4 separate regions of the Mus musculus genome follow, and regions 2, 3 and 4 are each linked to region 1. Evidence: chromatin contacts called from public Hi-C and HiChIP or PLAC-seq data. All regions are on one chromosome and are shown on one strand. The core of a region is the stretch at or near the end of the contact, and the rest is flanking DNA. Distances in the headings are between cores, read along the strand shown. Region 1 has its middle 27 kb from the start of Susd1. Region 2 overlaps Snx30 (sorting nexin family member 30). Region 3 overlaps Snx30 (sorting nexin family member 30). Region 4 overlaps Shoc1 (shortage in chiasmata 1).

The links. A called contact is a pair of places that touch in the nucleus more often than the background predicts. HiChIP or PLAC-seq counts read pairs in DNA pulled down with a chosen protein or histone mark.
Region 2: a contact with region 1 is called in an H3K27ac HiChIP or PLAC-seq map of microglia, with 4 times the contacts expected there. The contact joins two enhancer-like sites.
Region 3: a contact with region 1 is called in an H3K27ac HiChIP or PLAC-seq map of microglia, with 4 times the contacts expected there. The contact joins two enhancer-like sites.
Region 4: a contact with region 1 is called in a Hi-C map of bone marrow-derived macrophages, with 3 times the contacts expected there. The contact joins two enhancer-like sites. A contact is called at or near these places in 2 of 15 datasets of contacts at CTCF or cohesin (the NIH/3T3 cell line and pro-B cells), 5 of 484 Hi-C or Micro-C datasets (the G1E-ER4 cell line, bone marrow-derived macrophages, liver and 2 more) and 1 of 9 other capture datasets (embryonic stem cells).

Annotation. Positions count from the first base shown.
Region 1 is chr4:59,464,360-59,466,925 of GRCm38.p6, reverse strand. No RefSeq gene overlaps it. Among named protein-coding and RNA genes, the nearest start is that of Susd1, 27 kb to the right of the region's middle. Within about 2 kb of position 1,280, at least 23 of the 459 cell types and tissues checked have an H3K27ac peak or open chromatin away from gene starts, as enhancers often do. A contact at or near this core is called in bone marrow-derived macrophages and microglia, where this site is marked.
Region 2 is chr4:59,862,774-59,865,339 of GRCm38.p6, reverse strand. The region is part of intron 2 of Snx30 (sorting nexin family member 30); the gene reads right to left. Among named protein-coding and RNA genes, the nearest start is that of Slc46a2, 51 kb to the left of the region's middle. Within about 2 kb of position 1,294, at least 58 of the 459 cell types and tissues checked have an H3K27ac peak or open chromatin away from gene starts, as enhancers often do. A contact at or near this core is called in microglia, where this site is marked.
Region 3 is chr4:59,844,189-59,846,754 of GRCm38.p6, reverse strand. All of the region lies in intron 1 of Snx30 (sorting nexin family member 30), which reads right to left. Among named protein-coding and RNA genes, the nearest start is that of Snx30, 40 kb to the right of the region's middle. Within about 2 kb of position 1,299, at least 67 of the 459 cell types and tissues checked have an H3K27ac peak or open chromatin away from gene starts, as enhancers often do. A contact at or near this core is called in microglia, where this site is marked.
Region 4 is chr4:59,095,279-59,097,844 of GRCm38.p6, reverse strand. All of the region lies in intron 5 of Shoc1 (shortage in chiasmata 1), which reads left to right. Among named protein-coding and RNA genes, the nearest start is that of Gm35527, 21 kb to the left of the region's middle. Within about 2 kb of position 1,269, at least 8 of the 459 cell types and tissues checked have an H3K27ac peak or open chromatin away from gene starts, as enhancers often do. A contact at or near this core is called in bone marrow-derived macrophages, where this site is marked.

The DNA.
Region 1 (2,566 bases), core at 31-2,530:
TTGCTTTTGAGAGAAAGAACCAATTGGATGGATGATGGAGTAAGGATTTGGGGGAATTGATCCACACACAATCATGGATGCCTGTGGCCTGTGCTCTGTGCTCCGTGCTCAGTGCTCAGCGTTTGTTGAAGCCTGAGGTCTCAAAAACAGGCATGTGTTAAATTCCTTGCCAAACAGAAACACTTCCACAGACTTTTGGAAATGGTTTTAAGGACAATCTGCAAACCAACATTTCCCGCAGAATATCTACAAAATGGTCAGAGTCTGACCCAGAATAGCTCCTCTGTCTGCCATCACAGCTCTCAGTGCTGCATCTCTGCTGCTGAGGTTAAATCCTAGCACGGTAGAGGTAGGAACATTATTTGGCTTAGAACCTACTCATGAAATGGAGCTATTTCTTGGGGTATAGTTTCTATGGGGTCTGGGTCACTTCTGTGTCAGCTTATGTTGTGTGTGGTTTTTTTTTTTGTTGTTGTTGTTGTTAATAAAGGCAACTCCACCCCCACCCCCAAACCCCAGCTGCTCCCACTACAGACTCCTGGGCAAGCTGAGCCAGTCTACTGTAAAAGGTTTCCTTCCCTGTTCTGTCTTCCCGATTCCCTATCTGCCCCCCTCTCCCTTCTCTCTTCTTTTACTTTTTTTTTTTTTTATATTGGCTTCATCCTTGGATTTTAGTCCTAGCAAGACTCCTCAGTCAGAATTTCATATTAATGGAAATACTCTCAATATTTGGTTCACTTCCCCATTTCCCACTGTTGGTATGGCCTGTCCTCAAGCAAGAATTCCTTTTCCATGCCCTGATGGCAGCGTATGTGTTGCCATTGCTACTCCTGTATCAAGAGTTTGCATTGAGCCCTGCTAATTTGAGTCTTGAGTGATTCCTAGCATGATAGTTCTAAACAAAATTCTCTTGTAGTGCATTTGGGGATAACTTTCCCACCAACCAGGGGCCCAGACTGTCACTCAGAGAGGCACACTAGTGTCCCAGCTCCAGTGGGCAGCTCAGATGATACTTCAGGAAAAACAAACAACAAATAAACAAAAAAGCCAGACCATAAAACCATTCCTAATCTGTAAGAAGGATCTGCCTTCTGGGCTGCTGACTACTCGGGTAAAGAGTACTTGTCTACTGTTCGTTGGACAAAAGAAACCAGAACTTTAAGAATCTATTCAGTTGAAGATGCCAGAACTGGATTGGATAAACTGTGGTGCAAGCTATGCCCCCAGAGCATAATTAAGAACTGTAAAGCAGTCATCTGACAACAGTGTGTTTTAGCAGCCAGGGGAGAGAGGAAGTAAGCCCTACCAAAACCACTGATTCTGGACAGACTCTGTAGTCTCCAGTAGAGACAAGGAGAACAAGTTCCAGAGAATGGGACCAGTAGCCCAAATCACTACAATGTTTTCTGAGATGTACAATTTTCAACCATGTAGAGAAACAGAAGTATTGTCCATAAAGGAAGCAAAGCAGAGCAATAGGAAACATTGTGCTGGGGCTAGAAAGAGACTTACTGTTACTGTAGAGCACCCAAGTTCACAACTGCCTGTGCTCCAGCTCATGGATATCCAAGGCCTTTCAGACACTACACTCATGTACAAGCACACACACACACACACACACACACACACACACACACACACACACACACTTTTAAAAGTGATTGTATTAATTAGAGACACTAAGTGTCAGATTTATTGGATAAGCATTTTATAGAAGCCAATGTGTATGTTCAAAGAATGAAACAATGCATGGTTAAAGAAATAATCAAACATCCAATGTTACGTTAAATACACTCTCAGAAACTTATTGCATGGAGCCATGGAACTTAAGGAGGGAAAAGAAAACCAAACAATGGAAACAGAAAGTTCACTAGAGGTTTCCAATACTACATTAACCGGCAACAATTAGAGATTAGATAATTTGAGGAACAAAGGAAATAAAGAGCCTTGATATAGGAGGCTTCCACGTCATAGGGGAGCATGTTGAAAATCAAAGAAAAGAACATCTTTAAGCAGCAGGGGGGAAAATTAAAAAACAACAACATTACTTCTGAAGGAATCATAATAAAATTAGCTGACTTGGCAGAAGCAGAGGAGGCAGAGAGCAGTGGGAGGGACAACATTGAAAGTGGAGAGGAAGCCAGGTGTAGGGCTGGAGACATGTCTCAGTGGTTAAAAGCGCTGAAAGCCGAGTGACGATGGCTCACAACTCTAATCTCAGCATCCAGAAAGCTCGGCAAGAAGGTTGTCTGTTTTGAGTCTAGCCTGAGTGATCTATGTAGTTCTGGCCAGCCTTTGCTACAACGTGAGACCTTTTCCCAGCTATAAAATTAAAAAAAAAAAAAAAAATCTATCAACTAACAGTCTTGTATACAACAAAACTGTGGTTCAAAATAAGAGGAATCCAAAGGCTTCCCAAGCAAAACAGACCCATGACTTCAGTGCTAGCAGACCTGCCTTAGAAGGAAATATTAAAGGCAAGTGACCTCTTGTCATTCTTGCATGTAAAAAACGCTAGCCAGCACTTCAGCACTTCCCTTGGGGGGTGTTGTAAATTGTAAAAACA
Region 2 (2,566 bases), core at 45-2,544, 400 kb before region 1:
ATTGAACCCAGGTCTCTAGAAAAGCAGTCAGTGCTTTTAACCACTGAGCCATCTCTCCGGCCCCATCAATACTCCATTAGGGACCACAGGACAGGAGATATTTATCTGATACCGCAGGGTAAATATAATCATGAAACAGAAAGGCTCATTCTTTTTAGACTCAAAATTTACTTTATTACCACAGCTCGTTCTATGAAAATCATACTGACACATAGAATCAAATGACATAAATTAATAGGTGGGAAAGATGCAAGGAAAACAAGAACGGGGATTCTAGCAAAGAAGAGCCAAGAGCGAAGCCAGCACTGCACGCTTGCAACACAACTCCGCTGCAGAGTCAGCCACGAGCACTGCTGACTTCATGGAGCGGAGTCAAGTATTCATAAAGCGTGCTGCTCAACAAGCCCCAGGGATGAGTACTGCCAGCTTTCCTCTGTGAAACTCAGTACACAGAACGGGATGGGGAAGAACCAGAAAGTCATCATCATCAGCGAAGACCTCTACCCTGTCCCTCCACACTGGGTCTAGAACCTATGGTGTCCATCAGAGATCACCGCAGGCAGCGGGCAGCCCCAGTCAGATCTGAGGCAGTAACCGAGCACAGAGGGACTGTATGCTCACCTGAGCACCTCTTTAGTCATCTCTGGAAACATTAGCATCAGCCCACAATCTAATCCACACCCAGCAAGACAGCCTGGACCTAGACTCCACAGACCACAAAAGGTCCCCCTCCACCAGTCTAGATGGCAAATGGCTCTGGGAAACCCAGTGCCCTACAGACTTCTATCCTACAGACAATATTACAGGCACCCAAGGATTTTGAATAGATGTTTTAAATTTTTAAATTGTACAAAAACAGTCTCCAATGCCAAAAGAATCTATGGTGGGTTTAATGAAACTGGCCAAAACACTGAAATAATTTAGCCAACAACTCTAAAGCTAAGACCATCGGCTGATAACTCTTGTGCCTGTAGCAATAACAGGTAAAGAGCAACACCTCTACACCAGGGTCCCTAACACTGCCAAGCAGCTCCAACACTCCCAGCACCACGCAATCTCAACAGTCCCATCATCAATTAGGAAAAAGCTGTAGACACCTCAAAACTTGTAAGTCCTGCTTCAAAACCTCCCATGTATTCCTGCCAGATGATCTTCTCACTCTGCCCCAGATAAAACTGCAGCTATAAGCAAAGAGTCCCTTCCCTTCCTGTCACGAGACAAGCTTCCCTTCCGTTTTCCAGACAATGGAGAAAGTGTGCTTCTCTTTTTGGAGGCCAAACCACAGGCTTATCCGCAGGGCACAGCTTGCACTTCCTCCGGCTTACTCTCCACTCTTCACCCATATCTGCTTTCCCGCCAGCCCTGTCCATCTTGCTCTTAATTCTCCTTCATCCTCAGAAATAAAAACACGTAAGCATATTACAGACACAGTGATACACAGCTCTAATTCCAGCACTCAGGAGGCAGAAGCAGGAAGGATCAGAAGAGTTCTAAGCAAGCCTGGGCTACACAGCAAGTATGACGTCAGCAAGGCTCTGTCTAACACACTTACACCCACACACACATTCACACACACACAGCTCTCTCATTCAAGCACACTCTTGCAGTTACTGCTGTTTCTTTTTTTATTATTATTATTTTCTTTATTTACATTTCAAACTTTATCCCCTTTCCTCATTTCCCCTCCAAACTGTCCCCCCATTCTCAGCCCCTTCCCCTGCTCACTAACCCATCCACTCCTGCTTCCTTGTCCTGAAATACACTGGGGCACTGAGCCTTCACAAGACCAAGGGCTTCTCTTCTCATCGATGTCCCATAAAGCCATCCTCTGCTACATATGTGGCTGGAGGCATGGGTCTCTCCATGTGTACTCTTTGGTTGGTGATTTCGTCCCTGGGAGCTCTGGGGGTACTGGTTGGTTAAGAGGAACATACCTCCAGTGCTGGTGGGATTGCAAGTTGGTAACAACCACTCTGGAAATCAGTTTGGCGGTTCCTCAGAAAATTGGACATAGTACTACCTGAGGACCCAGTTATACCACTCCTGGGTATATAACCAGAAGATGCTCCAACTTGTAATAAGGACACATGCTCCACTATGTTCATAGCAGTCTTATTTATAATAACCAGAAGCTGGAAAGAACCCATATGTCCCTCAACAGAGGAATGGATACAGAAAATGAGGTACATTTACACAATGGATTACTACTCAGCTATTAAAAACAATGAATCCATGAAGTTCTTAGGCAAATGGATGGAACTAGAAAATATCATCCTGAGTGATGCAACCCAATCACAAAAGAACACACACTCATTGATAAGTGAATATTAGCCCAGAAGTTCAGAATACCCAAGATACAATTCACAGACCACATGAAGCTCAAGAAGGAAGACCACAGTATGGATACTTCAGTCCTTCTTAGAAAGGTGATCAAAATACCCATGAGAGCAGATACAAAGACAAAGTTTGGAGCAGAAACTGAAGGAAAGGCCATCCAGTGACTGTCCCACCTGGGGATCCATCCCATATACAGTTCCCAAATCCAGACACTATTGTGGATGCCAAC
Region 3 (2,566 bases), core at 50-2,549, 380 kb before region 1:
CAACAACATCTAAAGAGTCTAGGTCTCACGCATGGCTGTCCCACACCACCTTGTCCTTCAAGCACAACAGCCATCAGCATCTTAGCAGACGATGAGTCTACTGATGCGTCCCAGGGAGCAGAGGATCATCAGACCCTCACCTGAGATTAGGGCCACTCCCTCCAGCACCCCTTCCTCCTGGCCATATTTAATTTCTGTCTCTACCTGTGTTATGACCTAGGAGCAGCTCAGGCAAGTGTCCCATCTTCTGATATTGCAACACAAAGTTGTCACACACACAGTTCATGCTCAAGAAGCATCAATCAAGTTACAAGACGTCATACATAAAGTAAGTTCCGATTTGTACTGGGCCCCACTCACAGCTCTCCTGGGGCATATGCAGCCCGTGGGATACATGTGGGACATACCTGTCAGATAGAACAGAGAAGATAAATAAAGGCATGCTCCATCTATACAGCTAAGGAGAAGGAGTGAAGGGAAGTCTCACCCAGGCAGGGATGAGACTTTAGTGATACATACCTGTCTTAGGGTTTATTTCTGTGAAGAGACACCATGACCAATGCAACTCTTATAAAGGCAAACATTTAATTGGAGCTGGCTTACAGTTTCAGAGGTTCAGTCCATTGCCATCATGGCAGGAAGCATGGCATCCTGCAGGCAGACTTTGTTCTGGAGAAGGAACTCAAGAGTTCTAGATCTTGATCCAAGGGCAGACAGGAGATTCTTCAGCAGGCAGCCATGATGGGGCTCTCTTCTGCACTGGGCAGAACTTGAGCATAGGACCTCAAAGCCCACCCCCACAGTAACTCACTTCCTCCAACAAGGCCATACCTCCTAATAGTGCCACTTCCCATGGCCAAACATATTCAAACCATCACAATAGCTGTGTGGGGTCACCTGCATCCTATTTAGTAAGCCCAAATAAACCCACTCGTCCACTAAGCTAGTTAGACAGAATCATTACTTTGGTCTGTCATTGGTAACCTACCGGGGTTGGGGGCCAGAAGAAGGCATTAAATCCCCTAGAAATAGAGCTACAGGGAGCAGCCATGCGGGTGCTGGCAATACAGCGTAGTCATCTGCAAGAGCAGCAAGTGCTCTTAACCACTGAGCCGTCTCTCCAGTTCCCAAACCATCCTTGTAACCACCACTCATTCATCTCACAAAATAAGACAATTCAGATGTGTCAAAAACGTTAGTAAAGAACTTTCTTGGTTGTCAGAACCAGAGTGTAGAAGAAACAAAATACTAGTCTGTTCTATGTGATCAAATATGGGTAAATCATTACCCCAGACCAAACTCTCTTGAGGGCAAAAGCCACTCAGGCAAGGAACAGGACAGGACAGACTCACAGACCAATGGCAAGTATCAGATGTTACGATGACAACAGCCTTCCCCGCTCTCATCTCTAAATGTGCTTTAAATCCCCCCACATTTTCAGGAAGACTGAAAGTGTCCTTTTTATCAGACACAGACTCTGGAATTTGTGAGCCTCTCAGGGACAAAATTTATGTGCCAAATTGTGCCATTTGACACGTATGTCCCTCCTTGGGAGAGATATAATTTCTGTGGTCGATCTTAAAACCGTCTGTGGGAAAAGAAAGGGCCACCGAGTTGAAACTGCCTTTCTGATCTAAGAAGGGAACGGAAGCACGCCCTCCTTCCTCTGGACACTACTCAAACCACCTTCTGGCAGAGCTCTCTCGTGCTCAGGGTTTGTGACAAACTCACCCTCCAGCTGTGGCAGTGGGAGGCCTTCAAACCCACAACCAAAACTGAAAATTAACACAAGGCTGAACTGGAAGGAAGCCTGTAACCCTATCCCAGAGGGCCATGCTTCCTATGGTCAGTCAGTGTTCATATCATTCCTTTGTCTCCAACAGTGTCAGCTCTGAGGCGTTGGCTCAGCAATAGTACCCAGATTCCAATCCACATCTTAGGAATTCCTCGAGGCGTGGTGCCCTGGACACCTGTGCTAGAAGCGTCCTATATTCCTTTGTAATACGAATTTTCAACCCCCAAGTCCACGTGGATGTCTCTGCAGAGCCATTTGCTTGGTCCATGGCTGCTCCAGATCCCAGCCAATGTGGCTCAGTCCAGAGAAGGGTGGTTCCTCTTTATGTCCACGGTTAACTGAGTCACTGAAGAAGAAATGAAAACTGCACCAAGAGTCTGGTCACAGGAAAAAATTAAGAATGGGCTTGCAAGATGGCTCAGCAGGTGGAGGTGCTTGCTGCCAAGCCTGACAACCCGAGTTCAATCCCCTGGACTCCTACCAGTTATCCTCTGACCACCACACACACAAAGTAAACTAATAAGAATTACTTTTTGAACATTAAGGAATAAGAGAAGAAACAGGATCTCTGAATGCATGAGGCTCTGGGCTTAATCCCTGGGACTTGTCAAAGCAAGAAACAGCAAGAAAAAGAAAAAAGGGAGGTTTGTGTTCTAAGCTATGGGGTTTGGAATTTTTTGACATCAAAAAGTTTTTTTTAAGTTTATTACAGTAAGATGAGCTGTCATCAAATTTAAAACTGCATCCATGTGTTGCAGCCTAAGTGCAGAG
Region 4 (2,566 bases), core at 20-2,519, 370 kb after region 1:
ATAACTTATTCGTGCCAGCCTTGTTGTCACTGGGTACACATAAACCAGTGTGATGAGGAAAATGTATGTTTTACATCCTTAAAAGCTATTAGTGTGTATTGGCTATTTATATATTTTCTTTTGTAAAGTGATTTTATTTTCTACTGGCATCTAAAAATATGTAAACACACCAATAATTCCAAATGCATTTAACTTTATTCTGATTAGTTCTGCTGATGTTTTCCTTTATTGATTCTAGCACTGAATTTGTGCTTAGAAAAATGTTCTTTTTTTTTTTTATGGTTTCTTTTGTTTTTAATTACAAAATGTTCTTTTATTATATAACTTTTCCATTGTTTAAGGATTTGTTTGTTTTGAGACAGGGTCTCTCTATGTAGCCATTACTGATCTAGAACTCACTTTGTAGAGCAGGCTGACTTTAAACTCACAGAAATCTACCTGACTCCTGGGTATTGGGATTTTTAAGTGTGTGCCATGGCACCCTACTAATTTTTAAATATATTATGTAATTGTATTTCAGGTTTTTTTATGTTTAGGACTAGGGACATTTTTTAATGTTTAAGCACTTTGGTATTTGTTCCAGTATCATTTAGCTAAGAGTCCTTCCCACTATTAGAGATGATGCTTCTATTAAATGCTAAGTTCTGACCCACTCCAGTTGAATTCTGGGTTGTCTACGGTTTTGTCTATTGTGTTAATGTCACCTAATCAGCTCTTATATACCTGTGACATATGCCATCTGTCTCTTGGTTTTTCCCCTGACTTCTTCGTGTATTTGTCGAGATTTAGTTTGTAGTCATTTTCCCCAAAAGTTCTAAATAACAACTGTTCGGAAATCAGTGTTAGATCCTTGAAAAATGTTCTGGTTAGTTTTCCTGGCTAGGGGACGAGGAATGTCTTGCCTTTTATTTAATATTTAATATGGGTTGTTGTTGTTGTTTAAGATACTCACCGGTTTCCACTAAGAAATGATTACTGTTGTATACACACATGTTAAGGAACTCACCCTGTTTTTGTCTGCTTAACTTGGGTTTCTTAGGTGGGCAGGAGTGACTCTAGTAAAGTTTCCTGTTACCAAGCCTCTTTTTTCTGCTTCTTTCATAACTAGCCACCTTGCATTTCCTGCTTATCATTTGTCTACAATAGAGTAATACACTGTGAGCACACATGCTTGCTGTAGAGTAAGAACTCCATGTGATACACTACCACTGTACTTGTGTAAGGAAGCCACCATTCCCATGAAAACAGCCTTTGTCTAACAGCATTGGTTGTGGAGATTTGCTGACCTCTAGTGGCTGCATCAAAAATGGTGGTTTAATTGAAGGGACTGAAAGGGTATAGGGATGCCAAGTGACATAAAATGTCCCCTTGCAGCACATATATCTAAATGTGGCTTTATTTGGGGTGACAAGCTCAGAGCTTGTGAGTAACAAGGAAATGGAATATAAACCAATGCCGTTTCACTCTTTTTTAATATTTAAATATTTTTATTACGTATTTTCCTCAATTATATTTCCAATGCTACCCCAAAAGTCCCCCATACCCTCCCCCCCCCACTCCCCTACCCACCCATTCCCACTTTTTGGCCCCAGGGGGAAAATTCCTGAATAGAACAGCAATGGCTTGTGCTGTAAGATCAAGAATTGACAAATGGGACCTCATGAAACTGCAAAGCTTCTGTAAGGCAAAAGACACCGTCAATAAGACAAAAAGGCCACCAACAGATTGGGAAAGGATCTTTACCTATCCTAAATCAGATAGGGGACTAATATCCAATATATATAAAGAACTCAAGAAGGTGGACTCCAGAAAATCAAATAACCCCATTAAAAAATGGGGCTCAGAGCTAAACAAAGAATTCTCACCTGAGGAATACCGAATGGCTGAGAAGCACCTGAAAAAATGCTCAGCATCCTTAATCATCAGAGAAATGCAAATCAAAACAACCCTGAGATTCCATCTCACACCAGTCAGAATGGCTAAGATCAAAAATTCAGGTGACAGCAGATGCTGGCGAGGATGTGGAGAAAGAGGAACACTCCTCCATTGTTGGTGGGATTGCAGGCTTGTACAACCACTCTGGAAATCATTCTGGCCGTTCCTCAAAAAATTGGACATAGTACTCCCGGAGGATCCCGCAATACCTCTTCTGGGTATATATCCAGAAGACGTTCCAACTGGTAAGAAGGACACATGCTCCACTATGTTCAGAGCAGCCTTATTTATAATAGCCAGAAGCTGGAAAGAACCCAGATGCCCTCAACAGAGGAATGGATACAAAAAATGTGGTACATTTACGCAATGGAGTACTACTCAGCTATTAAAAGGAATGAATTTATGAAATTCCTAGGCAAATGGTTGGACCTGGAGGGCATCATCCTGAGTGAGGTAACACAATCACAAAAGAACTCAAATGATATGTACTCACTGATAAGTGGATATTAGCCTAGAAACTTAGTATACCCGAGATATAAGATACAATTTGTCGTTTCACTCTTAACATGACTTCGTTGGTTTTGCAGAATGGGTGGATGGCACCAATAAACCACCCTTAATTTTCTCAAAT